Regions from separate parts of the Hordeum vulgare genome. Here region 1 is linked to region 2. A link is a contact called in public Hi-C data. All regions are on one chromosome and are shown on one strand. Each heading gives the region's core, a stretch centred on a gene start, on an enhancer-like site or on the middle of the called end of the contact. The rest is flanking DNA. Distances are from core to core; before and after follow the strand shown.

Region 1 (5,977 bases), core at 1,931-4,430, 38 kb after region 2:
AACAAATATTTATAGGAAAAGCCTTTCCACCAGCGTGCCAGCGCAATCTATCTGCCGGTCGCGCACGCGAGGCGTGCGATCCGCACGATGTAACGGTCGTGTTTTGCTACAACGAACATCCAAATTTGCTACAATCGTAAAAAAAATCCAGTGCTGCAACCGCGGCACCTGCAGGGCTGCAAACGGTGGTCCTGGAGTTGCATGGTCATCATGGTCATCATCGAGTTTTGCTACAACTGGCGTTTAAATTTATTACAACCGGCGTCCAAATTTGCTACAATTATCCACTAAAAAAGCTACATCCACATTTGGTTGCAACCCGAATTCGTTGGTTTTTGCTACAACCCACTAAAAAAGCTGCATACACGTTCGTCAGAGTTGCAATCCGAGTTCTACAACCCACATTTTGTTTTGCTACCACGCATCATCAACGTCGTTTTTTTGCTACAACCACATTGATATTTTTGCTACAATCACATTTTTGCTGCGTCTGTGGTCGAAATTTGCTACATCGTCGCTTGTTTTTGCTACCATCGACAATTTTTGCTGCATGGTTCAGTCTAACGATCAAACATGATTCGATTTGACGGCTCGCGCGCGACCGACCAAAAGTTTCAGCCGGCGAGCCGTCGTAGATCAATGCCCATATTTGTAGTGACCTGAAACGTCTCATATAGTTATATTTATTTACAGAGGGTTTATTAGACGAGCTTAATTGTTAAACCGGAGTTGGCTGAAATTCATGCATGTAGAAGAGCAGTTCAGGTGGCGAGAGAGATCAACGTTACACGAATTCACTTGGAGACGGACTGTGCTTAATCAAAAGAGCAAGAGCCTATCTGCTTCAGGACCTTGTATTGAGGAACTAAAGAACATGCTGGAAGCTTTTCAAGAGGTCAAAATTTCTTGGGCTAGACGGTATGCAAACTCGGCTGCACATAAGTTAGTTAAGTTAGATTTAAGCGAAGAACTTTGTAAGGTGTGGCTCGCTGTCCCTCCAAAATGCAGGGGATTGTTTCAGACGAGATTGGCAGTTACTACTTATTAAATAATAAAGTGGCAGAGTTTGATCTTAAAAAAAAAGCATAACGGTTGAACCCACAGTTCTAAGAAAAATTAGGAGTAAATTGTTCAACCCAATCTTCTATTCTTAAATAGTTAGAACCCACTATCCAATTTTTCTTTCCATGCAACAATGTCACATCATCAAGTTATGCATGTAGTTATAAGTTACTTTCTTTATTAATCTCTTCATGTAAAACATATCTCCATGCATGAATCTTTTCTAGGTAATTAAACAAGATATTTTTATAATAATTTTTTACATTACCATTATTTTTTTAACATTTATTCATATATTTTTTAACAAGTTTTCGCAGCAACGTGCCGGGCATCGTCTAGTATTCGAAATAGACGGGGATGCAAGATTATTCAGAGCACCCATTTGACAGCGATGCCATTCCCGAACACGAAACGAGTGCGCTTGTGTGCTGGACCATCCGGAGGCTGTGGCCGTCTTCCCCACGCTCCATCTCTACGCCGGCAAGCACAGCAAAGTCCTTGTAATTTTCCTCGTCAGCAAAGAGCTTGGCCACGCAAAACCTGTTGTCGCCCATGTTGATGACCCTGAAAATCAGAGGATACCAATTCTTCTCGCCAGGCAGGGTAGCATTGTCCCAGACGTGCTGCCATGTGGGCGCAGCTTGGCCATCCATGGCGGAGAGGTCCACGGCGCATAGGTGGTGGGGTTTTCTGCCGGCCGTGAATCCCAGCCACACGCCGAGTTCGGGGACATGCTCGGCTCTCCCGTAGAAGGGCAGCTCCCACTCCCCGACCTGCCTCCACACGTCCAGGTGCCTCCAGCAGGCACTCCACCCGAGACGGTCGGTAGAATCGAAGCCCCACGTGTCGAAGCAGTAGGTGCCGACCTTGTCGGATGATATGCAGATGGTGGTGCGGCCATCGGCGCCCTTGATGGTGGTGTGGGAGGTGATCACGGAGGGCCGGTATTCAGGTCGCCGGATGTATGGAGGAGGAGGAAGAACCCGCCAGTGCCAGCCCTTGCCAGGATCGGTGGCATTGTAGGACAGGGCCCTGTACTCGAGAACCTCGAAGCAGGAGCGGGGGCGCTCGCTGTTGTCGGGCAAGAACTGAGCATTGTGGACAGCTTCGCCGGGATACCCCTGCAAGACGTCGAGGCTGTCCTGGCCGCTGCCTGGGTGGGCGACAGAGAAGGTCACGGGGTACATGCCTTTGGCCTGGGAGAGGCTGGGCAGTGTGAGGTAGAGGGACCTATCGGCGTCGAACATGGCGGTGTTGCCGGCCTTGTTGGAGCAGACGATCGATCCGACCCTCCCCGGCACCGCCGAGGCGCGTGAAGAGCTCGAACCATTCCAGGCCGGGGTACAGGACGCCGGTGGGGGACGGGTCGAAGCTTGCGATCGGGTTAGGTAGCCGCCGCAAGGTCTTGTACGTCTTCTTCTTCTCGTCGTTGGCTGACTCTTCTGCTTCTTGTATTGACGGGTAGAAAAGATGCTTGGCCGCGTCGATGCGCCGCAGCGAATAAGCGGAGTCGTCGGCCGAGTTCTGCACCAGCAGATTCACGAAACGGCGGCGGAACATGATCCCGATCACAATCGATCTTGCGTGTAGGGTTGGGGCAGACGATGTGCCGGATGCGGGAGAACGCTTGCGGCGGCGGAATGGGTCGAAGCTCGTGATCGGGTGGGGTCACGCGGCCGCCGCAAGGTTTTGTGTCCTTTTGTCGACCCTTCGCATCGAGCCTATAGCTGGCCAAACGGTTCCGGCTAAACAGAACGGCCCGTGAGCTCGCCGACACAGCATGTCATGGACTAGACACGACACGACTTAAACGGATCCGTGTCATGCGCGCAGCCCTTCTCAGATCGTGTCTAGGCCTGAAGGCTGGCCATACGGACCGGCATGGCACGATCCATTTGTATTTTTTATTTTTTATTTACATATTATATATATATATATATAACATATAAAATAGCTTGATAATCCAAAATCAGCCTAAAAACTATCTAAAAAAGGCCTAAAATCGTGTTTAGCATGCACACGGGACGGTCCGTTTAGCTCCCATGTCGTGCCTGGACAAGGGGGCTACGCACATGGGCCGCCACGGTACGGCCCGACTAATATTTGTGCCTAAGCGGGCCATGCCATGTCGGCCCGTTTACAGCCGTACCGTGTTGGGCCAGTCCATTTGCCCAGGTATGATCGAGCCTAAGTGAACGAGCGTTGAACTGGGCCGGCCTATTTAACAGCGAGAGGGTGACCGGTGTACCCGACTGGTGGTATTGAGAGCAATTAGTTAACGAGCAACTTCGTGGACTCCTATCGGACGCGTTTTGCACGCAGCTGAGGTTTCGCACAGGAAACATGGGTTCGTCGGCTTAGTGGGCCGCGCGCGTAATAGTTTTTTTTTCAGGTTTTTATTTTTCGTTTTATTTCAGTTTTGTTTCTTTTCTTTTCGTTTTCGTTCTTACCTTTTCTACTTTTTTTTTCGATTCCTTCTTCAACGGTTCAAAAAGTTCAGAAATCAAAATTGTTTGAAAATTGTAATAACCCTACAAAATTGTTAACAAATCAATTTTTCAAACAATGTTCACCAATTTGAAAAATTGTTCGTGTTTTCAAAAAATGTTCCCAGACTTAAAAAAAAGGATTTGCATTCTAAAAAATAATTCGCAACTTCAAAAGGTGTTCGAAATTTTCAACAAATGTTCTTGTTAATGCTAGAAGAATTTTGTGAATGTGAACACTTTACTAATAAAGGGAACATTTTCTAGAACTACAATTTGCGAACACTTTTTAACAATATTAACAATGATGTCAATGTCAGGACATTTTTTGAAAAGCCAGAACATTTTCTCGAAAAACAAGTACGCTTTTTTAAAAAACCAGAATATTTTTTGAGTATCCAGAACATTTTTTGAATTTACAAACAATGTTTGAAAATGACATTTTTTCTAAATTAGAACATTTAAAAAAAAGAACATTGTTCTAAATTTAAGAACACTGTTTTAACATGAACTTAGCTCAACAATTGAACAAATTTTTGATAATTTGAACCTTTTTCAAAATACCGAACATTTTCTGAAAATACCGAACATTTTCTGAAAATATCGAACAATTCTCAAAAATACAGAATTTTTTTTACAAATTCTGAACATTTTTTAAAGTTATGAATGTTTTTGAAAACGGCAACTATTTAAAATTTAGAATTTTTTTGAAAAAGAAAAAAAATCAAATTTTAAGAACAATTTGCGACCATGGTGTTATTTTGCAGAAGATAAAATAACATTGGAAAAAAGATAAAAAAGAAACACGAAACAAAAAAATAAAAGAAAAGGGAAAAAGAAACATAAACATTAAAAAAGGTATAAAAAAACAGTTCACGAAACCTCCTAGGAAGTTCATAAAACCGGTGGCTAGGCGAACTGGGACGACCCAAATATGGCAAATAGCATTTTCCCTCCTTCGGGAACTTGTGAGTGACCACTCCTAAATATGGCAAATAGATTTTGTTTTTTATTTCTCCGCACACGTTTTCGCCTTTTTAAATTGTTTTTTTTTGGTTTTTCATCGGTCTTTCTTAGCTTTTTGACAAAAAAAATCCTTTTTTCAAAAAAACACATTTTCTGGTTTTTTTCCCATAAGAGTCACGGTGTGTCTCTCGAAAACGGGAAAAACACGTTTTTTTGCGAGAGGCAAGGTTTTACTAACACGAGAGGCACGATTTTGTGCCTCTCGGGAAGGGGAAAAATGAGTTTTCTATTTTTTTTCCATAAAAGGTACGGTTTTGTTTCCTCATGAATCACGGTTTTGCCTTCGTGAGATGCACGTCCGTGCCTCTCACAAAGGGAAAATTGTGTTTTTTTCGTAAGAGGCACAGGGTTTTGCTTCCGTGAGTGGAACGATTTTGCCTTCGTAAGATGCACGACCGCGCCTTGTGGAAAGGAAAAAAACACAAAAAAACATGTTTCCATTTTTTTCTATCGCAAGAGGCACGGTTATATGGTCTGCTTTTTTCATGGAAAAAAATTCGTCTAAACCTATCAACTTGGGATCTAGTTTTGAAGATCTCGACGCGAGAAACCCAATGATGAAATGGTTCAAGATTTAAACGCACAGTTTAGGAGATAAAACGTTTTGAAAATACAGATCAATGAAAAAAGAGAAAACTCCAAAATTACGACAAATGGCACGAATTCAGCGCGCCTCTTGTCGCAACCTGAGAGATGAAAGTGATCTTTGAAATATGTACTCCTCAATTAGTGATTTCGGGTGATCTTCCTTTACCTTTTTTTAGTTTTGTATGCTGATATCTCGCACACGTGTGGCAGGAAAAGGGGCGGTCCGAAAGTCTCTATAGCAAGAGATTGCCATGTTACCGCATGCATGCTTGTGAAAAAAATAGGTTTTTAGTTTTTATAATATTTTTTCTTTGAAATAAAAAAACTGATTGAAAATCCATTTTCATCATTAAATCTGCCTCGACAAGATCTTCGAAACTAGATCTCATATCGCAATTTTGATGACATTCTTTGGTTGAAAGTTATCATGTCTATTGCACATAAACTGCTATTATATTTACACTGAAGTTAACATAATATGTTTCAACTATTTTTATGTTAAAACAAAATTTTGACATATTATAAAAATATAATTAAGATAAAATTACCATGATGAATTATTAAAATTTTCCGTGATCCATTAAATAATTTTAACACAATTCATAATTAAAAAAATATCATCAATTACTTTAAAATGCATGGTCAATAACTCAAAATTTCCTTGAACTATAAAATAAAATTGCATAGTGTATTACTTAAATTTGCCATGATACATGTGCCAAAATTTACCATAGTTCATACAAAAAATATTTTTCATTGTTAGAATACTAGAATTGTGATGGTCAAAATACTAAAATTGCCATGATATAAAGACT
Region 2 (6,029 bases), core at 2,502-5,001:
AGATACAGAAACCCATCATCAACCCATGCACTCCGCAGACCATGTAACTGCAGGTCAGCAAATGCTTTCATATAGATAGGAAAGTGTATGGTGTAATTTGTTAAGTATGAACATCTATGCCAAAATGGCATGTTGCAATACTGGTGCCTCCAAAGGATGCTGCGCCTCCATGTGTTACAATGACTTACCAGGAGAATGAAATTCATATATTGGCTCCAAACCAAGGGATACTGTAAACTCTGTAATCACAAGCTGCATGGTTTCAGTTGCTGTATCAATTTCATTTAGTACAAGAAACAAGCAAAATCGAGTGAAATAAGATACAGAAAGCCATCCAAGTATCAAACCTACGCATTTCGCAGATCATGAAGCTGCAGGCCAGCAAAATGGTTTTGCTTAGATAGAGAGTATGTATGATGGAATTTATCAAGTTTGAATAGTGATTGCCAAACTCGCATGCTGAAAAGCTTGGACCTCCATGTGTTACAATGACTAACCTGGAGAATGAAATTTATATCTTGGTAACAAAGCAATGATACTAGTACAAAATCTGAGTATTTGCCTTCCATGTGCTGAGAAGCATAATAAAAGCACTGCAACTTTCAATATGACTAAGCCTCAGATATCTCAAGGCATCAGCAACAAGAAATTTTGCCGAAACAGTAGATACTCCTTGAAAAAACTGATGGTGTTTTTACTTCCACGCAAACAAAATACAATCAATGAATAATGACAATTTCTTTTCTATTGCACCGAGGATGAAACTGGGACAGATTATATTCCTCAAATGTGCCAAACAATCATATCCTCAGCACCGCATTACAACCAGTGGTAACACAATATAATGACTTGATGATTCTTACAAGATCACTGAAAAAAATGTATACTCGTGCAAAGACACACTTTCTATTTTTGGATGGCCATTATGGTGGCAGCATCACGCTGTCTGATCTTGTAAGGATCACAACAATGCACAAATGTTGTGACATAAATTATCCTACAGCTCAACCGGAATCTTGCAACTTCGAGTGGTTTAAGGTTGGAGAATCTATCCCTGTCCTTGGCCCTTTTTGCAGACATAAATATAATGAGAGTCAGGGTCCTCCAGAACAAAGCCCTCAGGCAATCTACCGCTCTTAGTCAGTGGAACAGGATCGAAGAAAGACCTTGTTGTGTTCCCCTTGAATCCAGGTCTTGCTGCAATGCATTAAAAAATGATCATGCTACCAGTTCTGTTTTAACCTTACAAGTAAAGTTCTTATGAACTACACTACTGTGAATTCAGTGGTGTTGATTACACAAGTTAAAGCTCGAATTTGCACAAAACGTGGGGTAAACCCTATTCGTGAGCAAGCAAACAGAGATTCTATTTTTATTAAGCAGAGAAAGTTTTCAACATTGCGGACTAAGAAATGAACATGTCTGCAAAGTGACATGATACTAATACGTACGCAGAATGTACAGTACAGTATTCCAACTGCATACTGGTTGGTTCAAGTGAGGAATTCGCGCTGACGGGTCACCATAAGTTATCTAGCAGTTCAGAAACAAAAATTGATCATTATAATCAGTGGCAGGAAATGACATATTAAGGATGCACTACGAAGAAACTTATTCAAACTGCATACCAACATAAAGACTCCCCCTGGTTTAAGTAGCCTACAGTCAGAAGATAACACTCATAAGAATGCAGAAATGCTGAACTTAACAATATATTAGCGCACATGAGACTGCAAGTGATACTTCAATGGGGGTCAAAGTATTAAGAACCTGTCCACTTCCAGGACCATCTGAGCTGCGCTGAGAGGAGCCTCCACACCACACTGTGGAAGTAGCACGACCGCAATGTTGAAGAAGTACCAAAATAAGCAAAAGACACAATGACTGAATGTTACCACTTACCATCAACGAGTCCAAAGTACCTTCAAGAAATGCACAAAAAGAACAAGCGACATTAAGCAAAGTGTGCCAATAGACTCAATACTTATTAGAAAGCCACTGTAGCATGAAGAAACTCACACCTTTATCGATGGCACAATCAAATGATTCGTCAGAAAATTTACTCATATCTCTAACATCCATTTGCATGTCTATAGCTCATAAGGAAATCAACAGAAACTAGATTTCACTTCCCGGACAAAGAGGGAATTTAAAATATTTAAGGATACATTGTAGCTGTGGAAGATCGAAGTACTTCTTTCTCATCATCTCAATTAAAACCGAAGAAATGTCAATGTTTATTATCTCCATGTAGCCATCAGCGGCCATATCCTCTGACATAACTGCAAACAGCAGAGCATGGGAAGAAAATTTAAATTAGCACAGGGAGTGTAATCATCGAGCCTAGATTTAGAAGCGCATCCTAAACTCTATCCAGAAGACCAGAACAGCCCATCGAGGGTGCAAAACTCAACCCCCAGTGTGTATGCATAAGCATTGAAATATCAGTAACACGGATATGACTAATGTAACACAATAGGACACAACGTTCACACAAGTAGTGAAAATCAGATGTGCTGCCGTGTGTTTAACGTGTCGATGCAGTATAGATGGCCTGCACCATAATACTAAATCCCAGAGCAACTTTGGGTTACTGGGGAACAAGTCAGATCAAGGTTGGTTTTTGTTTGGACTATTATCGAACAGAGCTGTGCTGGTTTCAGATGTGTGCTTCCATATTACTGTCCCTACCCCATTTGGCCATGCCAGTTCGCAATGACTGCTTTTGTGTGGCATCAACATCACAACCCTGTCAATTCACACATTGCCAAACTGTAGCAGCATAGCACATTACCCCATCCAGAGTATAATTATCAGATTACTGGAAGTGATATATGTCAGCATGTGGACTGATAGAATGGCATTATCTGATTGCCATGTCGTTATAAACAGAACAGATGCAGGAAGCATTGCAGCTAAATCACCACCTAGCCGAGGAGCTATCCACAAACTATTGCCGTGACAGCAATTTCGACCCCAACAGACGGTGACTGTGCTCTGTGCAAGCAGCTAATCCAAAAGATCACTCGCTCGTTCGCTGGCCCGTGCCAATCACCCCCAGCCCTTCACAAATCACAATCAAGCACCTATTTGAACGGAACCTGAAAAGGCGGAGAGGAAAAGGAAAGGAAATTTCTACTTCCGGAAAACAGAGACGAATGCACAAGCAGTCAAGCACCACCACCACGAGCACAATCAGCTACTCCAGTTCGGGCACTAGGCGAGCGGCAGTCTCGTCTATGCGGAGCAATCGTGAGGGGGAGAGCGGAGGAGGAAAGGGGGGGGAGGACGTACGCGCGGAGCCGCAGCCGATCATGAGGAGGCGGGAGGCCGGCGGCACGAAGCGGCGGACGAAGGGGCGCAGCGCGGCGTAGCGCTGGTACCAGTCGTAGGGCGCGCCGCCCTCCTCCACGTAGCGCGCGTCCCAGTACCCCGCCTCCCCGTAGCTGAACACCGTGCCACCGCCGCCGCTCCCGGTGCCGTCGCTCCTGGTGTCCCCCTCCTCCTCCGCCCCGCGAGGCGACAGCGGCGGCGACGACGACGACATCGCCCGGGGACGGCGGGGGGCGCGGGCGAGCGAGCGGGTCGAGGGAGGCGGGGGTGGATAGAGAGGGAGAGAGGGGGGGTATTAGGTGGGCTGGGCTGGGGGGGGGGGGGGGGGGGGGGGGGGGGGAGTGGGAGGAGCATCGGCATCGGTGCCGGTGTGCCCGAGCTTGGGACCAGCCGCCACCACACGTCGCCGTCGTCGCCAGCCGATGCGCATTTTTCATTTCCCAATTGCCTCTCGGTATTTCTCCGGCTCGTTCTCGTTTGCTGACTTTTCCGTCCGCGGCCTCATTTTCGGTGGATGTTTACCGCGGTTTTGTGGCTTGAATTTTCTCCACATTTGCTTCAGTTTTGGATGTTCAGCCGTGTAACTAATGTCTACTCGGCAGCGACTGCACGTCGTTGTTCTTCCTTCAAAATATCAGTTTTAGAGAAGTTTTTCTTTTGGAAAAATATCCGATGTAATCATCATCAATCATGACAGTACAACGGACATAAAATAATAATAAAAATTACATCCAGATCTGTAGAGCATCTGACGACGACTAAAAACATTCAGGTGAACCGAAGGCACGCCGCCGTCGTCACTCCTCCCTTGCTGGAGTCGGATAAAACTTGTTATAATAGATAGTCCGGAAGTCATTATGCTAAGGCCCATAGGACCAGTGCATCAGAACACGAGCCGCCGTCGATGTAGAGAAGCGTAGATAAAAAAAATCCAACCTAAAACACACCAACATAGACGAACGAAGACTCGACCCGAACGGATCCACCAAAGATACCACCGATAGAATTATGTGAGATTCGTCGGAGACACATCTGCACACGCTCTCCGACGATGTTAGTTGCACCACCGGAACGGGGGCTAGGCGGGGAAAGCTTTATTCCAACTTCAAGAAGCCGCCGCCGTCTCGTCTTTCTGAGGAGGACACAAACTCTAAATTAACACAAAAAAACATCTAGAAACAAAGGAGGAGCCCTTCCGTCGGCAAGGACCAAGATCTGTCGCACCTTCATGGTCTAGGCAAAGGCAATGAGGCTTGGGCGTGGTCGGGTCATGCGGTACGTGTGTGACGTGGGTGTCGGACATGGGGACGTGCGAGGCGAGCGGTGGTTGCGGGAGGTAGTTGGTGAAGCGGACGGAAAGGCCCCGCATATCGGTGAGAGAGAGAAGAGATAGAACGTGCGGGGTAGCTAGGCTACCGGCGCACGTAGGTTTAGTTGGTTCAGCTTTGTAGTTTTTTTTGTTCGAATTTTCTTCAAATATAAAAATTGCTCTAAATTCCTTCGGGGATATTTGTGACTAGGTGAACACATTTTGGAGGTTTTTGACAACTATTTTCGGCCACTTCTTTATGGGCTTTTCAATAATTCATATTTGATTTTTTGTTTCTATTTTTCTTTTTCACCCAGGAATTACTTGTAGTTTGAATTGTCCAATTCAAACTATTTTGGTACACAAAAATAGCAATTTTGATCGAACAACTGCAGTGATAAAAAATACCATCTTCGTTTCAAAATAAGTGACTCAAAAATGACTCAACTTTGTACTAAAGTTAGTATAAAATTGAGTTATTTTTTAGTTACTTATTTTGAGACGAAGGGAGTAATACATAAAGCACTTCACAAAACTTGAACTACAAAAAATAAAGGGGGTCTGGGTTGCCTGTGTGATGTACACATATGTTGGACTCGAGTAGTTGGGACGAGCTTGGAGACTAGTAGTAAAAGTATTTTTTTTCTAGCACTCAAGGGGGGCTCAAACCTGTTGAAACCCTCATAGTAGATTTACCCCTGACTTGAACCAAACACTAATTATTCATGTTCTTAGGCTATCTCCAATGCCGATCTCAAACAGTCTACATACGTCCGGATAATCCGGTTTGTACCGTAAAAGTCATCCAACGCGGGCACGTATCAGTCTGTCGATCGGTCCGGATGTGCTTTTTCTCGCAAATCGAAAGCAAACATGTGGAGGCTTGTGGGCGTTCGGATAGCACACACCCCCGCTTCTGACCGCCCTGGGCCACTCAAAACCCTCCTCCATCACATGTGTCCTTTCCCGCATGGTGCCAAGTGCCCGTGTTCATGCCGATGTCGAGCGTCCGCGCCACATTGAAGCCGGCCTTGAGCGGCGGCGCTACCAATGAAGCGGTGCGTCTGCCGAGTGTGCCACGTGTTTGGATGAGCACGCCTCCTCGCCGCATTCAAACACCTCAATTAAAACCGTGCATGTACAGTTAAACCTAGTGCAACCACACGTTCGTTTGTGGGTCGGTCGACATTAAATACAATGACATGCAAGCACCTCACGCCCACTTGATATTTAACAAAGAGCAAAAAATGCACCACTTTTGCACTCCCCATCTTCTCCTTCCACCATTTTCTTCACCCTTTCGATGGCATCGATGAGATGGGAGAGCAGTTCTGCGGCACAAAAGCCGGCTAGTGGCCTGCTGTAATAGCATATTTCTCCATGTATG

The links. A called contact is a pair of places that touch in the nucleus more often than the background predicts.
Region 1: a Hi-C map of leaf shows a contact between it and region 2, with 4 times the contacts expected there. The contact joins two enhancer-like sites. A contact is called at or near these places in 2 of 6 Hi-C or Micro-C datasets (leaf and seedling).

Annotation. Positions count from the first base shown.
Region 1 is chr2H:58,991,286-58,997,262 of MorexV3_pseudomolecules_assembly, forward strand. No RefSeq gene overlaps it. Among protein-coding and RNA genes, the nearest start is that of LOC123424950, 45 kb to the left of the region's middle. Within about 2 kb of position 3,181, at least 3 of the 3 cell types and tissues checked have open chromatin away from gene starts, as enhancers often do. A contact at or near this core is called in leaf, where this site is marked.
Region 2 is chr2H:58,952,735-58,958,763 of MorexV3_pseudomolecules_assembly, forward strand. It overlaps LOC123424950 (serine carboxypeptidase II-3), which reads left to right. Exons shown (of 7, transcript XM_045108631.1): 7 at 1-220. It also overlaps the pseudogene LOC123424952. Among protein-coding and RNA genes, the nearest start is that of LOC123424950, 6.9 kb to the left of the region's middle. Within about 2 kb of position 3,752, at least 1 of the 3 cell types and tissues checked has open chromatin away from gene starts, as enhancers often do. A contact at or near this core is called in leaf, where this site is marked.